Regions from separate parts of the Mus musculus genome. Here regions 2 and 3 are each linked to region 1. A link is a contact called in public Hi-C data. All regions are on one chromosome and are shown on one strand. The core of a region is the stretch at or near the end of the contact, and the rest is flanking DNA. Distances in the headings are between cores, read along the strand shown. Region 1 overlaps A930027H12Rik (RIKEN cDNA A930027H12 gene). Region 2 overlaps 4930543I03Rik (a long non-coding RNA gene). Region 3 holds the start of Tafa5 (TAFA chemokine like family member 5).

Region 1 (4,714 bases), core at 1,651-4,150:
GTATAAAAGCAGGGTGGAGCATCCCAGCATTTCCTTCCCAAAGCCACTGGGGCATACGTGGAGGGTGGAGAGCTCTGTAAGCGGCCACTAGGCCAAGCAGCCCTCTCCTTGCTGACCTCGGCAGAGCTTGGGAACAGGGGACCTGAGACTTCAGCCTGACCTACAGACAGGGGCAAAGGTGGACACTGCTCCTAAGACATCTAAGTCTGTGTTCAGGGCATCCTCTTCCTGCCGTCAGCTTCACTGTGTGAAGGTGGTTCCTCTGCTAGCCATATACACCTGCCTGAGCCTTGCCAGTGGTGATCTCCTAGGTCTTGCAGACCCCTGGTGCTCCTGTTGAAGTCGGGGTTCTAAGCCAGGTGTGTCCAAGCTTAGGGAAACAGAGCCTCTGAGGTGTTCCTAAGGGAGCCAAGTGTGTCCTGGAGAAACACCTGTGTACACGTAGCCTCATGTGTTTGAAATTCTCATTGGTTTTTGTCTTGGTTTTTGTTGTTGTTGTTGTTTGTTTGCTTGTTTTTGTTTGTTTGTTTTTAAGAGAAAAAGAGTTTATTTGGGTTTACAGTTTGAGGTACAGTCCATCATGACCAGGACATCCAGAAAGGAGCTTGAGGCTGCTGGTCACACTGCATCTGGAGTTAGAAAACAGAACAAGTCCTTAGGGACCATTTTTTAAACGGAATGATAGGACCTTAGGGACCATCTCTAAATAGGAGCCAGCACCCAGTGTCTCCTTGTCAGCCCGCAGTCACACCAGGCTTGCCTGCTTCGGATCCCACCTCATTAAGAAATAAAGCAAGGGTGTTAATATGTGAAGAGAGGGAGGGACCCGCACTGAGGTGGCAACAATTACTTCCTCGAGTGTGTAAAGGGGTGGGTATGAGGTCCCACATTTCTTTGCATGTGTTTTTTTTTTTTTTTGTTACTTCTGTTGTTACTAGTTTTTATCAGTGTGTGTGTGTGTGTGAGACCTGAGGAACAGCCATGCTTAGGCCAGCAGGGCACGCTGCTTTAGTATATTGAGGGATCATGTTGGCACCACACAGCTCCTGCCTCAAAGAGAAGAAGATAAAACGTGTTCTTGAGCCAAATCTATGAGTGAGTGGCTGGGCCCTGGGAGCACAGATGCAGTGTTCAGGAGAGCTCTGGTGCAGAAACTGTCTCATGAAGGCTTTAAAGTGACAGAAGAAAAAAAGACAGCCCACAGATCAAGGCTCTTGACAAACATGTCCGTGGAAACACCAAGCAGGAGTTGACAGAGAAGAAGAAAATCTTTCCTGTGGGGCCTGTCCAACTTCAGTCCCACAGTGACACACGTAGCCCAAGATAGCCCACATGTAGCCCAACATGACATCACAAAGGTACTCAAAACATAATCTTAATTTTTTTCTTTCAAAACTAAATTATGCACTTTTTCAAGGAGGAGCTTTTGTTGTGGGAGGTTGAACACACCTATATGATGCTGCCCCAGAGCACCTATAGCTCACAAGTTGGTGAAAGCTATTGATGTGCCCCACAGGTTTCAAGTGAAAGCTACAAGGTTGTTAGGTCAGACCCTGAGGCGGTCAACAGCTGACTGTCAAGGGGGCTGAGATCCACGGTGATTTGTCTCTGGATTTGCACCATTCCAACCCTTCAGAAACACCAGGACCTAATCAGCCAATCTGACCTTGAAGGCTCTTCAGCATGGCCCTGGCTGTTTATTTTCCTTGAAAATTCAGTTCAGAAGTATTTAGTCTCCACTTGATTTGTTTTGGATGTGAAGGATTTCAGACACAGCAATCTGTCACTGCTCGTGTGGCATGCCACATGTGAACGTCGTCACAGGTTGATTCCCGAGGAACGGCCATCCTGCCCTCGGTTTTATAAACTGAAGGAATCACACATCAAAGTGTGGAGTTTAGCAAAAGAACTCTGGGTGTTCTGAGCTTCTGACAATCTCAGGCTGGGTTGTCATGAACCCAGTTCTGCTCTCTGTGCAGTCTTATGGAAGACATTCCCACGAGAAAGGCACTGACCTATTTCCCATGTACCTTGCACTTCCGAATGACATGGTAGCCAGGTACCCGAGCTTTGTTCATCCCAAGGGATACTCCGGACCCAGGGAGACAGCCTTCACCCTCATCAGAGCAGCTGTGACCACTTGTAAGAGAACCTCAAGATCTGCTCTGTTGCCTGCTGGCGTCCCCTCACAGAAGGAGGCGGTGAACAGGGCCATCTGACCCGATCTCAGATTCCAGCTGCTTTCTCCTGAACCTCCCAGCTAGCTGTATTTGGTTTTGACCTAATTGCACAGGGCCTGGTGTGAGCTCAGGAGTACTTATATGGAGTGTGGAGGATTAACTGAAGGTGAACCCCACCCCATGCAGCTGTGAGAAAAATCCTCACCTACGCGATAGTGGTGGGGTTGCTGTGGAGTCCTGAGTCACTCTAAATAACTGCCCACGCAGGCTCTGTAAATAAGCCCCATAAAGTCACCCCCTAAAGCTGGACTTTGGTAGAACTGTACTTCATTTACCGTTGATGCCCCGGGAGAGGGGCATTGATTCGTTTATATCTCTGCAGAGAACGGGATCCCTCAACACCAGTTGATCTTACTGTGCTTGCTTGAATCCCAGTTCACAGGGAGTAGCTGTGTCTCACCCATTCTCTTTCCCAGGCTCAGCATATGCACACTCGTCTTTTTGTGTCTCTTGTGCATGCCTCATCGGTGCCTCTAGGAGAGTGGACCAAAAAAACCGTTAATCTCAAAGAGTCAGACCCTGGGATCCCGCCAGGTTTGGCTGCTCCGTTAGCTATTCTCAGGCACTTCCTGTCCCCTCAGGCCTCAGCCTTCCCATCTGTAGAGCTTCGACTTAGATAGCAGCTTGCTGTGGCTCCATCTGCCACTAAGGAATCCCTTGGGGTCCTGGACAGATGGCTCTCGGGCCATGCCCACTTCTGCCAGCATCAGAATGTACGGCCCAGGAGACAGTGCGGGTCTCATTCAGCGGCTCTTGTCTGAAAAAAAGAAAAATGAAAAGACAAACAAAAAACAAAAACAAAAAAACAAACAAAAAACGGTGCTTAAATTTAGCCAAAAGCTAGTTTCCTGTCACATTCACCTGGAACGCTCAAGCTGACTGACCAAGCGAAGGAAGAAACTCTTCTCGGGACAGCTGTCCAATGGGAGAACAACTCTCAACTGGCCAGCAGCCTGCCTCCTCCTCCCTTGGCTTCCCCTCCCCAGCATCAGCATGCACACATGCTCGCTTGTTCTGCCGTCTGATTCCTCCACAATCAGCATCCACGGAAAGATGCGTGATGTTGGCTGGGGCTGTGATCCTTCAGACGTTGGAAGCCCAGTCCCCTTTCCAAGGCCAGTCCCTGTTATCAGACTAGCCTCCTAGGGATGATGGGGTCACCCTGTAAAATGTCCCCAGGCTGGAACAAGAGGCGGCAGAGCTCTTAGAGACCGGGTGACTGGTATTTTTTGAGATATGCTGGTTTCTATAGGCAGCGAGTGATGGAGGAGGCCCTTGCTTTCAACCCAGCTGAATCCTGTCTAGGCTCGGGCAGCTCATTGTTCTGGCTTGTCAGGAGGCTTGCCTTACCCAGAGTATTTCTTCCACCACATTAGCCACCCCCTGAGCTTTGATCTGCAAATTTGACAAGCGGCCCTGTTAGGTCTTTATCCAAGCCATTGATAGAATCACTGGACAGGGACAGGGCGAGGACAGGTGCACTCCACACAAGACCTCCCTCCACCTTGATATAGATCCATGAGTCAATGAGCCCCTCGCTGTCATTTAGGCTGTTCTGTTCTATCTGCCAGCAGAAGCTTCCACCCATCTGCCTGTGGTGACAGAGAGGGCACTTCACAAGGCTTCCTCTGAAGCTTGCATGGGAAGACTCCACGCCCCCGTGAATTTGTCTGCTGAAGATGTGCCCTCCCTGCAGCCCTGGGCCAGCCACGCTGACTTGCTCTGTGCTTGTCCTGCCCCCTTCCCCCATGGGGCACTCTTCATCAGTGTCTGTGCTGGGACATTCCCAAGGGTCCTTCCCCTTGGCAGAGCAGGGCCATAGGGTTAACCAAATGCCCTGTCCTGAAGCCTGCACACGGTAATACAGATGTGCAGGGCATCTGGGTGGAGGCTATACATCTTCATTTTTCTGATCCCCTCTCTCCCAGTTCAAGGAAGAGCTCCAATAGCTACTTAGCCAGTCGGAGCGTACAAACGTTCATATCTTTCCATTCTTCAGTGGATCTTGCAGGGTCTGTATTAGATGATCCCTGTCTTTGTCCCTTGGTGGGGGGCGGGGGGGAGGCATTGTGTTTCATTGTGTTTTTTAAAGCTGCTGTTTCCTGACACATAACTGCGATGCGAGATTCAGTTCTTCGTGTCTCCACATAAAGTTACATGTGAGCAGCTGAGTTCCTGTGCCTGTTTTCATACCACTGAATGGAATTCAGGCACTGAGCACTCCCAGGGCCAAATGCTGTGGTCATTGGCCAGTGGCAGAGGACATCTTCAGAGACCATTGGGACACAGCTGACCTCATCAGTGAGTAGAGGAAATGTCAGCTCCCAGGCTAACTCACCACCTACCTCAGGAGTGTGTGAAAATGCTTACCTGGCAGAGTACAGAGTGGTGGTCACAGTGGGGAGTGGAAAAGACAGACCCCACTACCCTTATAACACAGACATAGAAAAAGGCCAACAGGACACAGACCTCCG
Region 2 (4,714 bases), core at 804-3,303, 440 kb before region 1:
TCTCTCACTTCCTTAGTTAGAGTCACGCCAAGGTATTTTGACCAAGCACAGCCCAATCTAGCTCATGTAGCCCAGTCCAAATCAATCCAGTCCAATCTTTCACCCCTACCCTCAACCTAGCCCAGCTCAGCCCAGCCCAGCCCAGCCCAGCAGCCCAGCAGCCCAGCAGCCCAGCAGCCCAGCAGCCCAGCAGCCCAGCAGCCCAGCAGCCCAGCAGCCCAGCAGCCCAGCCCAGCCCAGCTCAGCCCAGCCCAGCCCAGCCCAGCCCAGCTCAGCCCAGCCTAGCCCAGCCAAACCTAATCCAGCTCAGCCCAGCAGAACCAGCATCCCTACTTGTATGTCACCTGCCACAGTCTCTATGAGACTAACCAGACACTTCTGTTGTGTCCTCTGTGCCCATGCCAGGAGTCCTGCATCCTGTTAGAGAGCCCCTAGTACTCATAGATAGAACATGGTTGTGTTTGGTGCCTCCTCCTCCTACCCAGATCCTGTCACTGCTCTGTGCCTCCAAATTCATGTGCCCATGGGTCCTTCCCATCCAAGGGAAGGGATGCAGCTATAGCATCCAAGAGTGGCTCCTCCAGGGAAAACATGGAACAGATGACAATCATGGAGACTTGGTGCCATGTCTTCCTCCATAATGATTGTTCTCCAGAAAGCACAACCACAATGCCATAGACATGGTATTGTGAATTCAATGAAGACAAAGAAAGACTTGGACAATGTTGCTCTGGGTCAGAAAGTCCCAAAAGAGAGTCCTTATAGATGACAGAAACCACATGAAGATGTGTTAGTTCCTTTACTTGCGGTTGCAGCAAATACCTGACAAAAGCAAGTTAAGGGAGGAAGGATTAGTCCTGGCTCATAGTTTGATGGTGCAGTCCACCATGGTTGGGACGTTATGGTGGCAAGAGTGTGTGGCAGCTGGTCACATTGTACCCATAGTCAGGAGGCAATGATGAGCGTCGGTGGTCAGCTGTCTTTCTTCTCTTCAGTCTAAACTGCAGCCTAGGGGATGGTGCCGCCCAGATTGAGGGCGAGTCTTCCACCCTCTCTTTACTGAATCAAGAAATTTTCTCACAGTCATACTCAGAGGTTTGTCTTCAGGGATTGCAGATACTGTCACTATTAACCATCACCTAGCTGGAGCCCTACAGTGTCTGGAGCCTTCAGGAGCTGTAAGAGGTGGGCAGGAGCCTCTCCTGGGGCTGTCCGAGAGGTTAAACCCAGGGACGTCTGGTTTTCAGACGTCTGGCTTGTAGTATGAAGAGAAAACAGCTTTCTGTTGTTTTCAGTCGCTGAGCATGTGGTGATTTGTGGGGTAGCCCTAGGAAGCTAATACACTCGAAATACTGCTTACATGTCTCATTAACATCGATTCTGCAAGCTGCTTGTCATGTTCCTGCTCCATCGCAGGTGAACTGTGGTTGGTAGAGCAACAGCGCACATCCACGCAGCTGTGCTCCCCACTCCCCAGGTGGAGCCTGCTTGTTGGGTCCCTGATGTGATACTTTCCTCCTACTCACTCTGCCTGTGTCTCCTTCTTGCTTTATGCCAGCTCCCGGGCCCTTTGTCTCTGCAGTATTTGTCTCTGAGGCAGCAAGCAGCTCTCCTGCAAACAGTTGGCCCTGGAGGGCTGGATGGATGGCGTGGCTGGTGCTGAAGAGGCAGATGGCTTGGTTCATTAGGAGCAGGCCATATGTCCATCAGATGGGCATGTCCAAAACTCACTAATTTGGACAAACCAGCTCATTCAGATTGGCGAGTGTTCACCGAGCCATGGTGCTAGGGGCTGGAGATTTGAAGGTAATTCCTGTTTGAGGAAAAGACATGGTACCAGATTATGTTGAGCCTTTAAAAAAAATTAGAATTTGATTGTATTCGCTGAGCACAATTTGGAAACTAAAGGTAAAACAAACCTTAAAAACATAGGTGTCATTTATAAGTGCCTCACCTGGAAACAGTCAGATTGCAGGTGCAGGCCCTGGCTATGTAAGACTTGGGGCCTGTGACACAGTAACCTGGCAGCTGACTCCTCACCCTGACTTCCTTCTGCCACTTGGCTCCGGTCACCTGTGTCAGTCTCCACAGCTGAGTCCGAGTTGGCTCAGCTGCTTTCTCGTACCTCAATTGATTGGATCAGTCTCCTGTTGTGGAGAATTTATGTTCTTCCAGGTTTTAAAGTCTCATCATTATTTTGAAAAGCATATTAGTCTTATATTGTAAAATTACTGCCTGCCATGGAAAAATTACAACAGTGCCAAAAATTCTAAGAGAAGCCACCTGCCCCACCTCCAGACCCCAGAAGAGTGGCAAGATGGCTCCTTTCTAGACGTTTTATGCACCCACAGCACCCACCCTTCACCTGTGTGGCTTCTCCTGTGGAATCCAAGGCATGCTGGGTATAATACATGTCTCCTCTATTATCTACTTTGGAATGCAAGCATACAGGTCACAGTACACCATGTCTGCTGTCTAACATTCAGTAATCATCATCCTCCCCCTCTTCCCTCCTTTCTTATCTGCCTCTCTACTATCTATCAATCTATCGTCTTTCATCTATCTATTGACCAGTCAGCTACCAATCACCTGCCATCTATCAACCTATCATCTGTCTATATATGTGCATATATGTATATCTGTGTTATCTATCTGTCTATCTATCTGTCTATCTATCTGTCTATCTATCTATCTTTCTATCTATGATCTATCTATCCATTCAACTATCTAATCTATCATTATATTTCTAAATCTATCATCTATTATCTATCTATAATCTATCATCTGTCTGTCTATCAATCTATCAATTAACGATCTGTCTATCTATCTGTCATCTATCCATCGCCATCATCATCGTCATTGTCATTGTCATCATCTATCTTCTATCTATTATTATATTAGTCCCTTTTCTGTTGCTGTGTTGAAATACCACGAGCAAAGGCAATTTAAAGAAGAGAGGGTTTATTTTGGCTCACGGTTTCAGATTAAAGTCCACCATGGCAGGAAGGCATGGCAACAGGAACAGAAAGCTGTGATACCATATCCTCAGGCACAAGCATGGAAAACAGCAAACTGCAAGTGGGGCAAAGCTATGAGCTTTCAAATCCCACCTCACATGACATGCATCCTGCAGCAACCTATCCAACAGTAGCACCAACTGAGAACCAGGTGTTAAATGCTTGAGCTAATGGAGGACCTGTCTCATTCAAACCACTGTAATCGTCTACTGTGTGTGTATGCACATGAATACGTATCTATTAGCTATCTATATCATCTATCAGTCTATACAGATATGCACAAGTATATTTATCTATCATCTATCTATCTATCTATCTATCTATCTATCTATCTATCTATCTATCTATCTATCATCTATCCATTCATCCTCTATTCATCTTTTATCTGTCACAGGAAAGGATCACTTAGCACATGTTCTCCTTTCCACTGCACATACATCACACATCACTTCATATTAGCTCATATCATTTTCCCTCACTTTTGTAAGCTTCGTGTTCTAGAACACTCCAAGCATGTGGGCAGGTAGGAGGTGGTTTAGAGCCTCTTGTCCTGCTCTGCCCACAGTTTCCATAACTGGCCTTTTCAGAGAGAATCCTGGAGACCAAATATAGACTTGTGTGATATAGAGATCCCATTTAGCTGAACATCAGTGGATAGCCACATACCCTGGAGTATTTTAGCAGCATGAACTGCACTTGATTAGGTTTTTTTTTAAAAAGGACACAGAATTGAGTGGGTATGTAAGAGAACCTAGATCTGGAGGACTTGAAGGTAGGGATGGATATGATCAAAACACACTGTACAGAATTCTCAAATAACTAATTTAACCCTTGCTCCCCAATACAGGCTGGTGGCATCTCCCCCTCAGCACGTCAGCATCTGTCCTGAAAGGAAATTCTATTGCTTTGTCGAGTCATGAGCAGCCAGGTTTCTCCCTTACGTTGCTAGGACATCTCTTAATTAAAAAACAAAAACAATTTACAACATGAATTGTTCAATGTTTATTTTTATTTGGGTGAATTCTTTCCTGAAGTGAACGTACACCATTCTTTGGACTTTGTATGCTTTTCTGAGATTGTCTTAGTTAATTGGGTTAATTGGGGCCTTGCTTATAGAATTAGGAGAGAGAGAGAGAGACAGAGAGAGAGAGAGAGAGAGAGAGAGAGAGTCAGTCCCAGGCCTAGTAACATACCTCTTCCAACAAGGCCACACCTCCCAATCCTTTCTAAACAGTTCCACCACCTGGGAACCAAACATTGAAATCCATGAGCCTCTGGGGACCATTCTTCCTCAAACCACCTCAGAAGTAATTGAGAGTATGTTGCATGTGGCTGCCCCTCAGCCTTCAACTACTTTTGTGTGTATTTTCTCAAAACCACAAGCACCTGTTTAATTTGGCAAGTTATGATCAGAGTGATAGTGTCACCCTCATGGAGACATTATTCAGAATCTACTACAGTGTCTCATCAAGAAGAAACCTCCTTGAAAGTATGTACCTGTCTTCTGATCTGACACGGATGCTAAGCCTACTTCTGCCTTCAAAACACTATGGTTTGGGGTGGTAATCTTAGAGAATGCTCCTCCATTTCCATTTATCTGGTGTTTCCTCAGCATTGAACTCAGGTTAAGCAATTCCTGCAGAACACTGAGGCTGAATTCCTCTTGGGAAGGTGCCTCAGGGTCATATGGTATCGAT
Region 3 (4,714 bases), core at 1,040-3,539, 340 kb after region 1:
CCACAATACCTGGCTCATGGATGTGATTGCATTTTCCTTGCTATTCTTCAAACCTGAACTTCTCAGGGAGAGAGAAATCTAAGTATAATTGTTTTTCTGGTCCCACATGCCTGACATCGAGTAGATACCCAATAAAAGCATGTTGTGTGAAGGATGTCTGTCTCTGAGAAGAATTTCAGGGAAGACAGGATGAAGTGGAGTATGCATGGATTTAGAGCTTTGTTCCTTTTGCAGGTTAAAAGGCTTTGATCAACAGAAGGCATATGACAGCAGTTTCAGACAGCCATTTTCAACTTTGTAGAACCTGGCTGAGGGACCCCCCCTCCTTAGGTTAGGGGGGAGAGAGATATGTCTATCTGGAATATTCGAGACAAAATGTGCTACCACCCTGCCCTCCTGACAATGTCAGGATGTCTGGTTTCTGCAGACTGTCCTCCCTACAGGAAAGTGAGACTGGGGAAGCTATCCTGGAGAAGATGGTACCCAGAAAACCTGGATCTTAGTTAAACAGGAAATGGAAGTCAGAAATTAGTGGGAAACCCCCTTGGTAGGCATGTTCATATTACAGAGAGACCATTACCAGGGGCTAGGCAGTGAGAAGCCTGACTCCATTTCACTAGCACTGTTTTGGATGTATATGTGCTTCTGAGAGCAAGTACTTGTGCATTCTATGCATGTGTGCACGTGTGCATGGCAAATATGCATGTGCATATTCATTCATGTGGCTGTGGCCATGCGACATGTATGTATGTCTATGCATGTGTGTGCACATGCATGTGTGGTCACATGCTGTACATGTATGCACATGTATATTTTTGCATGTGTGCATGCACATGTGTGCTCTATATAGCATACATGTGTGTATATGTGTGCATGTATGTGGAGGTATGTGTGACCATGTAGCATGCATGTGAATGTCAGTGCCTTGTGCATGTACCTATGTAGGGGAGTGTGTGCCTATAGCCACATGATATACATGTAGCTTGTGTAGAAACAAGCTTGTGGCATGCATGTATCCAAGTGGAGTGTGTATGGAGTTCAGCTATGTGGTGTGCGTGTGTGCATGAACATGGTGCGCATGTGGAGTGCGTATGTGTCTGCGTATGTATACAACCTGGGTACTTGCCCTCCTTCAGCCCCTCAGCAACGTTCTCTATGTCCTGGTCTGTTTAAATGCCACACTGGACCAGGGTGCAAGGGGAAAGGCTTATGCTGGTATGCACCAAGTAGCTTGTGGGGAAAAGCCTCCATTTCTAATGAGATCTTGTGTGGGGGTACCACCCCTTCCCATGCAGAACAAACACCAATGAGAAGCCTAACTGGGCCTGCTGTTAGCATGTTCACTGGTGCACAGGAAGGGAATGGAATCGACCTTCATGGCCATGGACCTACAGGGCCACCTGGGGAAAACACCAGCTTTTAGAGTTTCTTCCTGGAGTGCAAGGAACTTACAAGGGAAAGTGGAAGTGACCCGATTCCGCTGGTTTACAGGGGCAAACCCGTTGTCCAACGGCAGGAATGCACATCAGAGTTGTAGTCTTCGCTACCCTCCTCAGAAAACCAGACCAGGGACTTTATCCTGCACACACTCTGGAAAATGGATGAGAGAGAGGAACCACAGGCCATGGCCTGGGGGCAGAGGCTGTGGTACACGGGAGTCAAGGAAGTGCATCAGGAAGATGCAAAGGAATGTCTTCTTAGGGTAGACACACAGAGCCCACAGGATGGCAAGTTCTAGAGACAGGGTGCAGGTGCGCTCAGATGCTCTCTGGTGGGCTCAGAGCAACAAGGCATACTCAGGAGCCCTGGTGCTGGGCACAAATGGGAAACAGGCTGAAAGCATTATTTGCTTTGAATAAACTTTCGGTTCACTTTCCGGATCAATACCAAACAAGGTCTGGGACCCCAGCGTCCCAGGCCTTTGGTGGAAGACTCTCGCGTGGGGGGGGGGGGGGGGGAAGGGGGTCCCAAGTCACCTAACTTCCCGCTGGCCCTGAGGGTCTTGCGCGCCCAGAGCCCAGGCTACGAGGATGCTGGGCCGTCTCTGTCGCCATCCAGAGGCTCGGCTAGGGCGCGGCGTCCCCTCTGCTCGCCTCCCTCGCCGGTCCCGGGCCAGTGCGAGGCCCCGCCACGCCGGGCACGCGCTCCAGGCGCGCCCCTCGTACTGGTGACGGGGCGCGCTGAGCCGGGGCGCGCAGCGACGCCCAGAGCCGCGGGCTGGCGTCCCCGGGCGGGCGAGCACGGGCGCGGGCGGCGCGGGCGCGGCGCGGGGCGGGCGGCGCGGGGCGCAGTGGGCCGGGGCCCGGGCGCGGCGGCGGCGGCGGAGAAGGAGGAGGAGGAGGAGGACGAGGAAGAGGAGGAGGAGGAGGACGAGGAGGAGGATGGCACGCGCGGGGCCCGCACGTGGAGGCCGGCGCGGGGGCGCGGGCAGGGCCGGCTGCTGAGAAGCGCTGCTGCCCCCCGCGCGGGCACCGCGGCTTCAATGGCGCCATCGCCCAGGACCAGCAGCCGGCAAGATGCGACCGCCCTGCCCAGCATGTCCTCAACTTTTTGGGCATTCATGATCCTGGCCAGCCTGCTCATCGCCTACTGCAGTGAGTACCGTGCACCCGGGCCCCATAAGGGCCTCGGGTCCTCCAAGCGGCCCCAGCCCCAGCCCCGGCGGGGCGCCCCGCGTCGGTGCGGAGTTGCGAGCGCGTGGCGCGCGGTCCCGGGTCTTGGCCGCTGTTCCGCTGGCCCGGGAGGGCTTGGTGCAGGCGGCTCCGGGGTCCAGACACTCCGCGGCCGGGCACAGCAGCCCCGGCGAGCTTCCGCGGACTAGCCAGCAGGGCCGGCATCAGGCCCAGGCAGGCACAGCGCGTCCCTGCGCGGCGGTGCCCGGTGTCCGCCGTGCGGTCGCCGCTCCGGCCCAGGCTAGCGACCGAGCGGAGCTTCCCGCCGGCGACACTCCCTCCGGGGACTTATGGGGACGCAGCAACCGAGCCCGAGCGGGACTCCTCGGGCAGGACCGCGGCTTGGGTTCCTCCGACGCGTGGTGGAGCCTCTGCCTTGCTAGGAAGCGGGCTCGCCAGATGCTTTCTGTAAAAGGAGAAGTAAGGGAACGGATGCCTCTGGAGGGGAGGGCCCGCTACCGCTGCAAGGGTGGTTCGGAGGAATGAACTGACGACCCAGTGGGTCTGGCAAGGGCTGCGGAGGGAGGTGCGGGCTGGTCGGAGCCTGGCACGGGGTTCTGGAGCTGGGCTTAGGCTGGGACCCGGACGATGGGTGATCTTATCAGTAGGTCTTATCTGGGTACCGATAATCTGAGTCCTGGGTACAGTCTTGGGGCTGGTGTAGTATGGGTAGGCATCATCTTGGCTGGTGTCTGCTGACTGTCGGAAGCTGTTGGGGTGGGTAGAGGCTGGTTAGAGTCCCGGGCATAGGCTCTATAAGAGATGGGCGCTTGCCTGGTTACAGTTTCTGCCTTCCTTCCCGTCTCTGCGGGAAGAAAAACTAGTGCCAGTGAACACCTGTCATGAAAAAAATGCCACAGGCAAGGGAGGTGATGACAAAATATGGATTCTTTACTAATTTAAAATAAAAGGCCATCACCAAGTGGTTCCTCTCACTCCTCCCTCCTTTCCCCGGCCATCGCTCGAGCCTGGGGCCTCCTAGTTCCCAATCCTAGCTCTGAAATGAAATTGCAGCAGTCTTGAGACTCAAGTCGAGGCCGAATATGTCATCAGAGTCCTGGGACAACTCTGAATGGGGATAGCTCAACCCCCAACATGGTCGAGGCATCTTAAGGGAAATGCTAGTGAGCCCAGAGGAACTACTCAGTCTGCATATGCCTGTGCTGCTGTGGCGCCTTGAGGTTCATCAAGCAAGAGACTGGCTGCTGACAGTATTCTAACCTGGCTGCCCTAGGATAGGGAAAGGAAGCTGGTGGGCTGAGCCACAGGAGAGTACTCACTGCTTAGCCTTCTGTAGCCTGCCGGCTTCTTTCAGGGGCTTCTTCCCAGGTACCATTGAGCCTAGATTCCTTAATGATACAGGACGGGTTAAAGATGGGTAAACTCCAGAGATAGACAGGTGATACCAGGATGAAATGCACTTCCTGGTGTTGTCCCAGGAGTGGCACATTCAGCAGTGGGGGAGGGGCACGGGGCGCGGAAACCTGGAGCTGGCTGCTCTTCCTAGGCAGATTCTGGTAACACTGTCCTTGGGTCAGCCCGAGAGCCCAGAGCTGTAGACTGGGCTCATAGAGGCAGCTCTGCATGTTGAAAAGGGACAGCCATCCACTGTTACTGACTGAGTGACAACCCAGCCCTTGACCTCAACACTCTCCTCTTCAGGGAGCCACCAAGCTGGGGCCTTGTATGCACTCCCAGCTAGTATAGCCTTTGTCCCTTGTTTCCTAGCTTCGGCCCCACTTCGTCCTGTTGGCTTGCTTCTTGATCTGACTATAGGGAAGTAATGTCATATATTCAGAGAAAAGGGCAGCCCTATCTTCCTGCAAGTTGGTTCTCTGCTATAAGGGCAGTCGGTAAGAATGACTTATCCAGAAGAGCAGAAGTCCTTAATAACGAAGCTTCTGAACAGCCACATTTTGATAGCTGTTTCCATCCCCACGTAATGGAATAATTGACAATAAGCTAACGTTTTCAGACACACCCCATTACACCAGAAATGCAATTGGAGAAATTAAAGCATTTCTCTAAAATACAAAATAACA

The links. Hi-C and Micro-C count contacts between places; a contact is called where the count stands out from the background.
Region 2: a contact with region 1 is called in a Hi-C map of cerebellum, with 1.6 times the contacts expected there. The contact joins two enhancer-like sites. A contact is called at or near these places in 4 of 484 Hi-C or Micro-C datasets (cerebellar granule neurons, cerebellum and embryonic stem cells).
Region 3: a contact with region 1 is called in a Hi-C map of cerebellum, with 3 times the contacts expected there. The contact joins the promoter of Tafa5 here to the enhancer-like site in region 1. A contact is called at or near these places in 3 of 39 promoter capture datasets (hippocampal neurons and liver), 6 of 484 Hi-C or Micro-C datasets (cerebellar granule neurons, cerebellum, cerebral cortex and 1 more) and 4 of 115 datasets of contacts at active chromatin or transcription factors (embryonic forebrain, forebrain, neural tube and 1 more).

Annotation. Positions count from the first base shown.
Region 1 is chr15:87,197,626-87,202,339 of GRCm38.p6, forward strand. All of the region lies in intron 2 of A930027H12Rik (RIKEN cDNA A930027H12 gene), which reads left to right. Among named protein-coding and RNA genes, the nearest start is that of A930027H12Rik, 100 kb to the left of the region's middle. Within about 2 kb of position 2,901, at least 10 of the 459 cell types and tissues checked have an H3K27ac peak or open chromatin away from gene starts, as enhancers often do. A contact at or near this core is called in cerebellar granule neurons and cerebellum, where this site is marked.
Region 2 is chr15:86,762,143-86,766,856 of GRCm38.p6, forward strand. It overlaps 4930543I03Rik (a long non-coding RNA gene), which reads left to right. Exons shown (of 5, transcript XR_875537.3): 4 at 1,559-1,806; 5 at 3,865-3,992. Among named protein-coding and RNA genes, the nearest start is that of Gm52184, 26 kb to the left of the region's middle. Within about 2 kb of position 2,054, at least 4 of the 459 cell types and tissues checked have an H3K27ac peak or open chromatin away from gene starts, as enhancers often do. A contact at or near this core is called in cerebellar granule neurons and cerebellum, where this site is marked.
Region 3 is chr15:87,542,010-87,546,723 of GRCm38.p6, forward strand. It overlaps Tafa5 (TAFA chemokine like family member 5), which reads left to right and starts at 2,290. Exons shown (of 4, transcript NM_001252310.1): 1 at 2,290-2,594. The coding sequence starts at 2,483. Gm35471 (a long non-coding RNA gene) reads right to left here and starts at 1,964. Exons shown (of 3, transcript XR_384322.2): 1 at 1,453-1,964.